2 separate regions of the Oryctolagus cuniculus genome follow, and region 2 is linked to region 1. Evidence: chromatin contacts called from public Micro-C data. All regions are on one chromosome and are shown on one strand. Each heading gives the region's core, a stretch centred on a gene start, on an enhancer-like site or on the middle of the called end of the contact. The rest is flanking DNA. Distances are from core to core; before and after follow the strand shown. Region 1 has its middle 39 kb from the start of MDM1. Region 2 holds the start of NUP107 (nucleoporin 107).

What was found. Hi-C and Micro-C count contacts between places; a contact is called where the count stands out from the background.
Region 2: a Micro-C map of ear pinna shows a contact between it and region 1, with 3 times the contacts expected there. The contact joins the promoter of NUP107 here to the enhancer-like site in region 1. A contact is called at or near these places in 2 of 6 Hi-C or Micro-C datasets (ear pinna and an unstated tissue).

The regions. Positions count from the first base shown.
Region 1 is chr11:70,743,386-70,749,396 of mOryCun1.1, reverse strand. No RefSeq gene overlaps it. Among named protein-coding and RNA genes, the nearest start is that of MDM1, 39 kb to the right of the region's middle. Within about 2 kb of position 1,351, at least 4 of the 8 cell types and tissues checked have an H3K27ac peak or open chromatin away from gene starts, as enhancers often do. A contact at or near this core is called in ear pinna, where this site is marked.
Region 2 is chr11:71,063,522-71,070,102 of mOryCun1.1, reverse strand. NUP107 (nucleoporin 107) reads right to left here and starts at 2,572. Exons shown (of 28, transcript XM_008256765.4): 1 at 2,412-2,572; 2 at 883-974; 3 at 321-407. The coding sequence starts at 2,419.

The sequences.
Region 1 (6,011 bases), core at 102-2,601:
TTCTCATCTCACTTCTCCAGCATCTGTAGCTGGCACCGATGGTATTTCCTGAGAGTGCTATGGTAATATCCTAATAGCACAGAGCACTCTGTTGCAATTACCACCCCAAAAAGGCAATTAGACAGTCTGTGCACGTAATGAGGGCTGGTGCTGTGTCCTGATCTCGGCCCACCCTTCTTTGAGCAACAGGGCGAGCTGTTGATAATCATGGTCAACCAGTCCACCCAAGGGCTTCCCGTCTCCTGCTTTGACAGTGGGGCCGGTGGCTGGGGGGAAGGTAAGGACCTTCTTGCCGCAAAGCCAGACAGAGCTCTGGGCCCCGGGCGCTGGCAGTGCCCTCCCAGAGGGGGTTATAATGGGTTAAAGCAGGTGGGCCTCATCCAAGTGCTCTGTTTCTCTTACCCCCACACTACCCTGCACCTAAGCATGTACAGCAAGTTTGTAGCAGGGTCAGTCTGATCATAATATTCAAAGATATCCTGCCGGTGCCGTGGCTCAATAGGCTAATCCTTCGCCTGTGGCGCCGGCACACTGGATTCTAGTCCTGGTTGGGGCACCGGATTCTGTCCCGGTTGCCCCTCTTCCAGGCCAGCTCTCTGCTGTGGCCTGGGAGTGCAGTGGAGGATGGCCCAGGTGCTTGGGCCCTGCACCCCATGGGAGACCAGGATAAGCACCTGGCTCCTGCCATTGGACCAGCGCAGTGTGCCGGCCGCGGCGGCCATTGGAGGGTGAACCAATGGCAAAGGAAGACCTTTCTCTGTCTCTCTTTCACTGTCTACTCTACCTGTCAAAAAAAAAAAAAAAACATAAGAAAGATATCCTTCACTCACCTATCACATAAAAGATGTAACATTTGATTCCAAAATGGAAGGAACAAGGCTTAAAGGTAGGAAAAGACTACAGAGGATCTAACTTTTGAGAATCTGGGGGAGGCAGAGAACGCTTTAGGAGGGAGGGGAACAGGTGGGACAATTCCTGGGAGGTTGGGGTGTGTGGGGGTGAGAGAGGGAGGGTGGGAAGCAGAAGAGATTGACTGCAGACAGACCTCCCCACCCGGGCCTGCGCGTCACCGAAGAGCGAGCCTGGCGAATCTTTTCTGTTTTCCAGGACCACGCCGGTCCTTTGGGAATGTAGGTTTTCTCCACTTATTTCCTGCCTCGGAACGTCCGAGCCGTGTCCTGCCTGGGACAGGGCCCCCACTGTTTCCGATGGATTGTTCAGTGCTTCATGCAGTGGGCTTGCTGTGGGATTGTGTCCTCTGTCTCGTGGACACTGTTTTTCCTGGGCATCCAACCTGTGTACCGTCACAGAGCAGGCAACAGCAGAGTGCGAAGAAATCCAAAAGCCATCTCAGCAATCTGTTCTGGGCAGGCTTGGGAGTCCCGAATAAAAAGCAACTTCAGAATAGGTCAAAGGGAGAGAGGGGAGGGTGGCTCACGGTTGCTATGGTAACCAGCAAACATGTTTGGCGTCCAGAGGCCCTGCCCCTGCGCGGGGTGACGGCTTTTGTTGTGAAATTGGTGACCTTCATCTGTTTTTCCACGATTTATTTTTAAAGTTGTTCATAGTAATGAATTACTCATTACCTACAGCCCATCTCTGTCCAGGTTTGGGACCAGCCCCGGTCCCCACCCTGGTCCCCGCTGTGGCCTGTGGTTCCGACCGTCCTCTCTCACAGAAAAGCGTGCAGGCAGGGATGTGGTGACTGGGACGCCAGAGCTCTGCAGTGTGGCGTTAGCTGCTGTGGCCCTCAGTTCTATTAAAAAAGGGGATAAAAATATCTGCGTTGCCCGCTTGAAGGCGGTTTTGTGGCGATCGATGAGACTTCAGATGTAAAAGTGATTTGAAAATGCTTAGTGCCCTCTGCTCACTTAACAGGAAGCACAATTAGCTTTGGAGTTGTCAGAGGGAATGCTAATGACAGATGAGAAAGGTTTCTCATGAATGACAGGAGCTGCCCGTGCCTTGAAAGGGATTGTGAAGCTGCATCCAGGTGCAGCTGGCAGTGACGGCAATCGTGTAGTGATGCCTGTGATGTGAACAGGAGGCAGAAGTGGCTTCACAGGAACTTTCTGCTCCCTTGGCCCTGGCAGATTCCTCCATTGCTTTCTTCGGCTGTGCTTGGAGTGGGGGGAGCGCATTGCCGCTCTGTAGCTTGAATGATGTTGGTTTGTCAGAGTTGCTTTAATGGGAGATGAGCTCCTAACACGCCAGGCTGAACCCTGTAATTTTGTTTTTTTTTTTTTAAACAACATTTTGATTTCTTACTGGTAAGAGTGAAATGTGCTTATTCTTAGAAATTTGACAAATAACCGAGAAGCAGACAATCAATAAGAATAGCCCATCATTTCTTCATTCCTGGATAACTTATGACACCTTGGTTATAGGTTTCATAACTTCTGATATGACTTATTATTTTATTTTATGTAAAAAATTAAAAACCACTTATTTTAATTGAAAAATAGAAAGCATAAAATAAAATAAAAAGAAAAACCACTTATTTTATCTGAAAAGGAGAGAGAGAGAGATAGGTAGAGATATCTTCTTTCTGCTGGTCCACTACCGAAAGGATTGCCAAGAGCTAGGGCTGGGCTAGGCTGAAACCAAGAGCCTGGAACTCATTCTGGGTCTCCTCCGTGGGTGGCAGGCACCCAAGTACTGGCCTTACCAACTGCTGCCTCTCAGAGTGCACATTAGTAGGAAGGTGGGTGAGAAGTAGAGTAGCCAGTACCTGAACCAGGCACTCAGATGTGGGATGCGGTCCTCCCAAGTGATGATTTGATAACTGTGCTAAATGCCTGTTTATTGTTTTAAATGATTACTGGTGCTGTGTGGATCTGTGGAGACCGGCTGGGAAGCTCTTACAGAAGTCTGGGTGGTCGGGGGGTAAGTGTGGAGGTGCTGGCCTGGACAGAGGAGGTGGTGAGAGATGTTGGATTTGGTTGTGTGTTTTGAACTTGGAGAAAATCACTTCCTAATGCAGTGGGTGTCTGTGGTAAGGCATCAAAACGATGACATCTAGGTTTCTAGTCCCATTTCTGGTGAAATGATGACTGCTTCCCGGGGAAGGGAGCACTGTGAGAAGAGCAGGTGTGTGTGTGTGTGTGTGTGTGTGTATTGTGGGGCATGGTGGAGGAACCTGAGAGTTCACTCTTGCATCTGAGAAGGGGGAGTGACAGTTTCACGATTTTCACGCCCAAGGAAAGATGTCTGGTGGGCAGGTGGATATATGTCGGCGGCTCAGGAGCAGAAGGTGGGATGGGAGATTCTAATCTGAGGATCAGCAGCATAGTGAACGTAGAACAGAGATGGGACTGGCCTGGGGAGTGAAAGGCAGATGAAGAGACTGGAGCGCTGAGGCTGAGGCTCTGCACATGTGTTGGCTGGGAAGAGTGGGAGGAGCTGCCTGGGAGGATGAAGCAGCAGCCAGTGGACTAAGAAGAAAGCCAGGGGTAAGTGCAAGGCCCAGACCCTCAGGGACAGGGGACGTTAAGGATAAAGGGAAAGCCCCCTCTCTCTTTGTACACCCAGACACACTCCCGTTCATGCCTTATGCACATGCACATTCAGATGTTGTTACATAGATATAGGGCTTCCCATGCATCACAAACACTTTCTCATGCCTTAAAACACCTTCTAAAATATTACTTTGAACAGCAGGAGAGTATCCTATCCTCATGGAAGCAAATTTGGAAGGAACAGCCTTCTATGGACATCCTGTGTTTCCTTGGGCTTAATTCCAGGAGAGAAATTACAGTAGATGTGGAAGCCTTTAAGGCTTTTGACTCATGTTGTCAATCTGCCTTTCAGAGAGGCTGTACCACAGTCCACCAGCAGTTAATTGAAACTAAGATTTGGCCACCACCATCATGATTAAAAAAATGTGTGCACTCTGTGTCTGTACAGTGCTATCTAGTTTTGCCTCGTGCAGGGTGAGATTGATAGAGGTTGAAGGCGGTTCAGTCTAAGGCTTCTTGTGTGCAGTGTGGGTGGTAAGCAAGTTGATCCCTGTCTCCTTAAGTATGAAAAAATGAATATAAACGTCTCCCAAACCAGCCACTCCAGGACGCAGGGCTGGCGAGGAAGAGGAAATCTTGTTCTGAGCCAGTTTCTCAGGCGTGGGGTGGAACAGATCCTTGTCAGAGGCACAGGAGATGGTGTGGTTCTTGCAACTCTCGGCCTGACTTCCTGTGGGCCCAGCCTGGGAGAGGGCGTGGTCAGGGTCACAGCCAGGGTCACGGAGAGGCGGAAGTTATCTCTTCCCAACAGCAGCAGCAGCTGTCAGACCCAAATGTGCGGGTGGTAGAGCTCTGTAGCCCCATGAACAGCAACCCACGTTGCCCGACTCAGCTATAGGCATGAGCAGAGGGAGCAGAGGGACCCAGGCGGCCTGCCCCACATGCAGTGTCCCTTCCAGACTGGGTGGGACCATAGCAGTTCCAACTGGCCTGGCCTCCCTGGGCGCGGCCAAAGTGGAAAGACCTTGTGTGTGTTATGCAACTGCAGCAGGACACAGCATTTTGCTGTTCATCTGCAGCGTTGCAAGGGACAATTGCATCACATTGTTAGGCTACAGATGTGGAAATCACAGATACTGAGGTGATAGGAATCTCAAGAATGCATGGGACATGACGATAGACCAGACATGGGGATTGTGGCAATCTTGTGTGTCATTGTCTTATTTCATAACCGTACCAGTTGGAAAAGAACCCTTAAAAAAAAAATGGACTCCAGAGGAGGAAAGAAAGCACCACAGTCCTTCATTTTCTGGGAATACAGACACCTACTATCTTCTATAGTTACCAAGAAAGAATTCTTGAAGTTCAATTGGCCCAGGCCCGGAGGCCCCAGGTTCAAAGGAAGCCCTACTGTGAGCATTGAAAATGAAAGTGGAAAATTTTCAGTAGAAATAATGGTGCTGTTCAGTTTCTGTAGATGTTTTCCTTCCTGTAATTATGAAATGATACATTTCCATTTAAATCGTTCCACTGTATAGAGTACAAGCTAATCTTCTCTCCCTCTAACCTCACTCCCATCTTCTCAGAGTGTTTTTCCAGCACTTACATCAGAGTATAAGTACACAGCTCATGTAGAGTATGTTTATCTAACTACTAGCATATAGTGTTCAATAACATTTACCCCACATATAGTTTTTTTAAGTGAGATTATACTCTATGAATTATGCAGCTTAAGTTTTATTTAGATGTCATTTCTCTTTGTCTCTTGGCAAGTAGTTTAGTTTCATCCATGCTTTATGAAGACAAAAACCCAAAAACTTGCTTGAACCAAGGACGACCAGACTGATTCATTCATTCAGTGATGATTTCTTGCATGCCCAGTAAGCATGAGACATTGTTCACGGTGCTGGGAGTGAACCAGATGGTCACAGTCTTCACCCTCGTGGAACAGATGTGTTGGTGGAGAAAGGTCAGCCACGCACAGTGGGACACAGGCGTGTCAGGTGTTGATAGCAGGGTGCGTGTCTTCACAAGGCTGACTGTGCTGCTTAGGATAGAATGCACTGTAAAGGTGACACATCCAGGATCTGGATCCCAGAGGGCAACCTCTCATGGGTATCTGGGCAGGGGCATGGCAGGGGAAGGAACGTGCAGTGTAAGAGCTCTGAGAAAGGAGGTGCTTTGTGCAGAATGGTGGCCGAGGAGTGCTGAGAGCAGAGATGGCTGGAATCGGGCCATTTGGAGACCTTGCACACTTACTCTGGGCACCTCAGGATGTCACTGTGGGGGTGGGAGGATCTGGGGCAGAAAGTCTCATGATCTACTCCCTGGTCTCACATGAGTGCTCCGCTGCTGTTGAGAACAGACCCCAGGAGGCAAGGACAGAAGTGGAGAATTCAGTTAGGAGGTCACGGCAGCCACCAGGGCTGTGAGGACGAGGTGGTGACATGCTGGAGTCTGGGTATGTTTCCAAGGTCAGGACAGCAGGATTTGCTGCTGATGGAGCAGATATGGGGTGTGAATCAAGGAGCAAACTTGAGGGTGACTGTCCTA
Region 2 (6,581 bases), core at 1,323-3,822, 320 kb before region 1:
TTTCCATGAAACGAAAATATAATCTATTCTAACTTTGAGATTATATTATTACTGAGCCCACTGGGAAAATGTACCACAAATAGAGATATTTTCATTATACAGTAACTGAATAGTTTAAAAAAGGATACTTATTTTACAATGAATTTTTTGTATGATAATTTTATAAAATATACTGAGGTAGTATGCTGTAGCAGGCCTAGGCTTTGGAGTAAACAAACCAATATTTGAATCCTGGGTCCATTATTTACATCCTTATTATCCATATTAACTTCTTGAAGTCTCATTTTCAGTCTTGGTAAAACAGATAACAAAAATCTTACAAGGCTGTCGAAATGAGCTGGGAGTTCGAGGGATAATCTGATTTCTTGGTGTGGTATTAACAAAATTTTCATCTTGGGATGTTCGAACTATAGGAAGAGTTAAGAAAATTTTCCTTGCAAAAAAGAGATCACTAAAGTTAGAATTAACCAAATTTTTACTACACAAAATACATGAATACAGTTAAGAACAAGGTGTTTTATAGCTACCATTTAAACAAGTAATTCCTCATGCCATTTAAATTCTCGGATGTCAATATTAGGTAACTACACATTGACCGAAGTGTTCTTTGATTTCAAATAAAAAGAGAAAATTTCATCTCAGCAAAAGCTTACTAAAATATGATAGCAGTAAAACAGAACATCTTTGTTTCCAGGAAAACATAAATTTTAATCTCATTGAACTTCAGCAATATATTTATCAAGAACATTATGTGTGAAATGAACAAACCTAATTTCTACAGCATTTTATTATAGCTAATACTGCTCACAAAAAGAAAATTCTATCACACTGATTCTAAACATACCACAATCGGTAACGTGATGCTTAAAATGCAAAGGATACTTAAAACTCTCTTTTGAGCACTCTGTTTCTTGGCAGTGCGTGTCACCTCTGCCTCTCGGATCACAGGGGATGACAAGTCTCCGAAGCCACCCCTAAAACAGTATAATCAAGCTCGGGTAAATGAAATGACAATGCAGCATGCACAAAAGGTCTATCAATAAGAACGGAGCAGGAGCCCCCAGGTCAGCCCAGGGATAGGTCACTCCAGCAGCTAAGTCTTGGATCTCTGTTGTTTGCTGAGAATGCCCTCTCAGCTCCGAATCCTGCTTATTCCTCCAAACCCCACTTTAAGGTCCCCTGCACAAAAACTTGGCTGACTGTCCAGCACTATGCTATTTTCTCCTGGGAATTTGTTTTAACACTGCTTTAGATAATTGCGGCATCAAGGTAAATCTTTTCTCTCCCTGTTGGAATACGGAATTCCTGAATTGCAGGAACCATCTCCTGAAAGGATCTTCTGCAATCTCCCAAACGCAGTCCCGCCTGTCTTACACAGGAGGCTGCGGTGGGATCACACGCGGTCGACAGTCTTCTGGAACAGTCACAGCCATACATCGCCCCCCTAAAACAGGTACCGCCTTACGACCCTTCGGCTGCACAAAGCACGCACTCTTTCACGTCCGCACATTTCGGAGCCTGTTTCTTTCCCAGAGACCCACATGCGCGCGCTGGCTCACAGGTGAACACCTGCTTAGCCCTCAGCCTCACGGGGGCTGGAGACACCAGGTCCGCGAAGGTGACCTGGCTCTTCCACTTGGTAGCTTCCTAGCTTTCACCGAGTTACTTCGTCTCTTTAGCCCCAGTGTTGCCCATGATGCTACTTCTGCTCCTACGACTGCTCTTCAGATTAAACAAGCTAACAGAATATACACCGCTAGTCCAGCGGCTGTCACAGAGGAGGCACCGTGGGGATGTTCTGCGGACTAATAACACCAGCTAGAACGTTACCTTGAGAGGTCTTCCCGATGACTTCCCGAGACGGGCTGTTACCTGCTCCATTTTCCCCACAGTGCACTACAAAACGCTTATTCCTTGACTTGGCGGGGTTATCGCTGCCACTACACGACGAATTCCCCGGGGCCAAGGACCTTGAATAACTCCTCTTTCTCGCAAGACGGCTGCCACCGCGCCCAGGTCGTAAGGCGAACTCGGTACCTATCTGATGCTGGCTGAGATCTCGGTGCCGTCGCCGACCAGCTTCACCGTCTCCAGCGGATTGCTCGGCATCTCGAAAGCACGGCCACCACCTACCCCGCCCACCCGCGACACCAAAGACGCTGCGGGAAGGCACCGGACAGATCGCAGGGTCGCGGCGCGAGTTGCGGGACGACCATCCACACCCCTTCCCCAACCCACGCCGAAAGGCTTTCCTCCGTCAGGTGCCGAAATCTCCCGGTCCGGGAAAGGCGTCCAAGGACCAGCACCCTGGACCTCTTCGGCTTCCTCCCGGAATCTGGTTTCATCTATTTCGTTCCGGCAAGAGCAAGAGGGACAAGACTCCCAGCCCAGCTGTCACCCCCAAAACTCACCTGTCCATTTTTACAGCCTTCTCCACCCAGGACCTCGCCAACTCGGCCTTGGGTTAGCCACCGCGTTTCAGCCTTCCCGCTCTCCGGAAGTAAATCCTTTAACCCGGAAGTATACCCTTGCCAAGAGAGCCCTGAAAAAAAAGGGTGCGGGAGAAACATTGTTCCCATCTTGCGCATGCGCAACTTCCGTTTAAGCGAGCGCAGGCGCACGAGAGGGCGCAGAAGGCGGGGCCTGGCCAAATTTACCGTGACGCACGACCCGCTACGTTGCCTGACCGGCATTTGTGGGCGTGGTCCAGGCGCGGTAGTATCCTACTGGGAATTGTGAAATACGTTGATAGTCTGGGACAATGAGAGCTCATTTCCTGGTTTTCTCTTCGAGAAGGAACCTGGCCTTGGAATTCAGTTGTGCTGGTTCTGCCCCGCACCTCACAGGTTCCTGGGTTTCTCTGTGCGCTCACTTCTGAATTGTGTGAAACCCCACAGTTTTTGAAACTGTTTTACATAATTGCTGTTTGCCCTTTACTTGGTATTTTTTTCCTTACTAAAGAGAAAAGAACCATCTGTCTTAAGAAGTCGAAAAACAAGCATAGAAAGTGACGGTATTGTCCTCTATTTCAAAGTGCTGTTTAGGCAAATTAATAAGAATAATCATGTAGGATATTCTGGCCCTGAAAAAAATTAGTCAAGATTCTGGTTTTGCTTTTTGCAATTTGAAAGCAGTGACTGGCTGGTTGGTAACCAGATGACAATAATAATGGTAGCTACCTTAGTTCATTGATCTAATAAGCCCGGTTATGTGTTCCAACTGCTAAATAAAAATTATAGGAGGCTGTTGTGTATTTTAAATATTTATTGATGTTATTTGAAAGGCAGAGATGCAGAGAGACAGAGATCTTCCATCTTCTGGTTTCACTCTTCAAATGGCCTCGGTGGCCAGGCCTCCGGGAGGCCAAAGCCAAGAGCCAGGAGCTTCTTCTGGATCTCCCATGTGGGTGCAAGGGCCCAAGGACTTGGGCCATCTTCCATTGCTTTCCCAGGCTGTAGCAGAGAGCTGGATGGGAAGATGAGCAGCCAGGACATAAGAGATGACGACAGTGCAGGTGGAGGCTTAGCCTTCTATGCCACAGCGCCAGCCCCAGGAGGGTATTGTTCAGAATAAGCCCTAGGCCCCTCCAACAGACCAGACTCACCAAAACACAGTCCTCACACCAAAGTTAAACAGCACCAAACCAAGCCCAAGTTGTTTTCTGACCTGAGATTCAGGAGAGAAGTGACAACTGAATTTCCCACACGGGCCAATTTCTCTCTCTCTTTCCCTTCCTTCTTTTCTTTTCTTTTCTTTTCTTTTCTTTTCTTTTCTTTTCTTTTCTTTTCTTTTCTTTTCTTTCTTTTCTTTCTTTTCTTTTCTTTTCTTTTCTTTTCTTTTCTTTTCTTTTCTTTTCTTTTCTTTCTTTCTTCTCTTAGATTTATTTGTTTTATTTGAAAAGTAGAGTTACAGAGGCTGAGGTGGGGGTGGGGGGAGGTCTTCCATCTGCAAGTTCACTCCGCAATTGGCCACAACGGCCAGAGATGCACTGATCTGAAGCCAGGAGCCAGGAGCTTCTTCTGAGCCTCCCACAAGGGTGCAGGGGCCCAAGAACTTGGACCATACTCTACTGCTTTCCCAGGCCATAGCAGAGAGCTGGTTTGAAAGTGGAGCAGCTGGGACTCGAACCATGCCCATATGGGATGCTGGCAATGTAGGCCACAGCACCAGCCAGGGGTCAATTTCTTTTCTTTTTTTCTTTTTTTTTCCTGTAAGGGAAAGGATTTATTGGTGGGGGAAACCTGACAGACTGGAGGGAAGGGGCAAAGAAGGAAAAAGAGAGAGAGAGGAGAGCATAAGATTGAGAGAGAGATCAAGAGACAGAGAGAGGAGACATGTTCAGGAAGAGGTCCTGTTAAACATTTGTGGTGGGGGGTGTGGGGTGGGAAGGGAAGTAGGAACAGTGAATCCTATTAGGATGGGAGAGTGGAGCTGACAATGGTGGTTGGGCCATGTGGTCACCTGGCTTCCAGCAATGGCGGTGGGGGTGGGGTGGGGTGGGTGTAAAGCCTAAGATGTTGTCAGGGTGTAGATTGCACCATAGATAAGACTGCACCATTTTACTAACATTCCCCCATTTTGTTTTTTTCTAAAGCAAGAGTTGTATGGGACTATATTAGCCCCAAAAGTCCAGGAAGGGTGGAGGGACAATAATCTGTCTTTAGAGCTACTTCCTGCTGACATGGGGCGAGGAGGTAGTCTTTGCTGGAATGGGGTGATGTCTCAAGCCACTGTCTCCTGGGTGGGGAGCCGAGTATATCCCTTAGCAGCATTTGGTTGAACACCTGGTTAGTGAAGGCCTTCGTTCGTTCCACTATCACTTCCTGTATACACTTAAACAGACATGGTAGTATAAACACAGGGTAAGAACAGCAATCAATGGTCCTAGGAGTGGCATTAACCAGGTAATGAGAGGATTTCATAGAGGAGAGGAAATGAGGGTGGGTGGTCTCTGGACCCTTGTGAAGACTGTTTGATGAACATGTTTGAAGCTGATCCCGACAAAGACTGGGAGAAGGACTGATTGTCTCTTGTGGGTAGAGGGGTTTGTCTGTGGAGAAAATCCTGAACAATCATACAACATTAAGTGGGGGAGAGGACCATCAATACACACAGGTCAGGAGTAGAGCCATAGATGTTAGAGTAGAGGCTATGATTACAAAGGAATGAGGCCCCGGGTGGGCTAGACAGGGTCTAGAACAAAGGACAGAGTCATTATTAGAGGACCTAAGAGAGCTGCTGTCTAAGCCATGAATAAGCTCTCTGATTGAGAGGCAAATAGAACCTGACAGAAGAGGCCTAATAATAATCTGGTGGGCTTTAAGGCCTTGTCAGTTAGGAGGCCCAGACCTATCTATCTCTTCACATGGGGTGCATCCTAAGGGAGGTGTGAACCTCTTGGGGAAGGCACCCTGTTGACTTCCCTTACCTAGGTGGCCAGGGAAAGGCAGGTGGCATCTCTAACAGGAAGTTTACAGTTCTGCCTGCAACGTTACTGACCAAACTTGGCTGTCCACTCCTCAGAGGTAGTTGCTTTGGAAGCTGGGCCGTGAAGGGCTTTTCAAGCTTGGTGCCTCTGCTTAATTCATTGGAACGTATCCTGTTTTATGGAATAGGATGTCACCTGATTCTGGAATCTTAAAGCCAGTTAAACCTTTGGATTTGTTGCAATTTTGTCCTTTAACACCAGCATCGCCACGTATTGCACATGTGGTCTTTTTCTTCATTCCACCCATGGAGAAGATAATTTGAAGGAGTTCTAGATCTCACGAATAAGATCCTCTAGTGACTAGAGTCTGTCTAGTCAGATGATGCCGTAAATAGCAAGTGTGTGTTTACTTGCTGTTGATCTTGCCATAATCGCACCATGGGCCAGCTCATAGGCTGATTGCAGGTTTGGAATCCTCCATGCCATCCTTACAGGGTTCCACGACTCTCTGCAAGTCAGGAGCAGCCTGGCAGAGTTTAACAGGGGTGTTATTAAAGGTCTGGTGAAACGGGAGAAATTGCACACCTTTCACACCGTTCAGCTCACATGGTTGATACCTCTGATCCTGATGACAAAAGACAGCTTGGGTCCTATAGGTACACAGAAAATGCCAGCTTTTCTGGCCAGCCCAGCCATTCGAATCTTAGTTCTATACATATGCATGTATTCCTTGTTTTAATTTGGACTGGTTCATAGCCAGAGCTTCCTCTTGGCCTTTCAAACCATTTTTTGGGCAAATTTCTTTCTTAGGCACTTGCTCTTAAGCTTTGTGAAATTCCTTCACTTTTTCTTGAGAATTTCTGGCACAGTAGGAACCTTCTTTTTCTTTTCTTCAATAAATCAGTTGACATTTTGCCTTAGGCACTTGTATTCAGCTCTAATTCTGGGAAATGTTGTTCCCAGGAAGACTTCTTCATACCTTAGCCACTGTGAGACTATTTTGGATTGTTAATGGCTTATTCAGATATAAAATGGTGGGGCTCTAAAAATTTTAATATTTGGGAAATTTTCTTCTTTGCAAAATATTGCAAACATGTTATTGTAACTTCATATTATTTTTATCTAGATTTTATCTAGAGAAATAGAATTTACT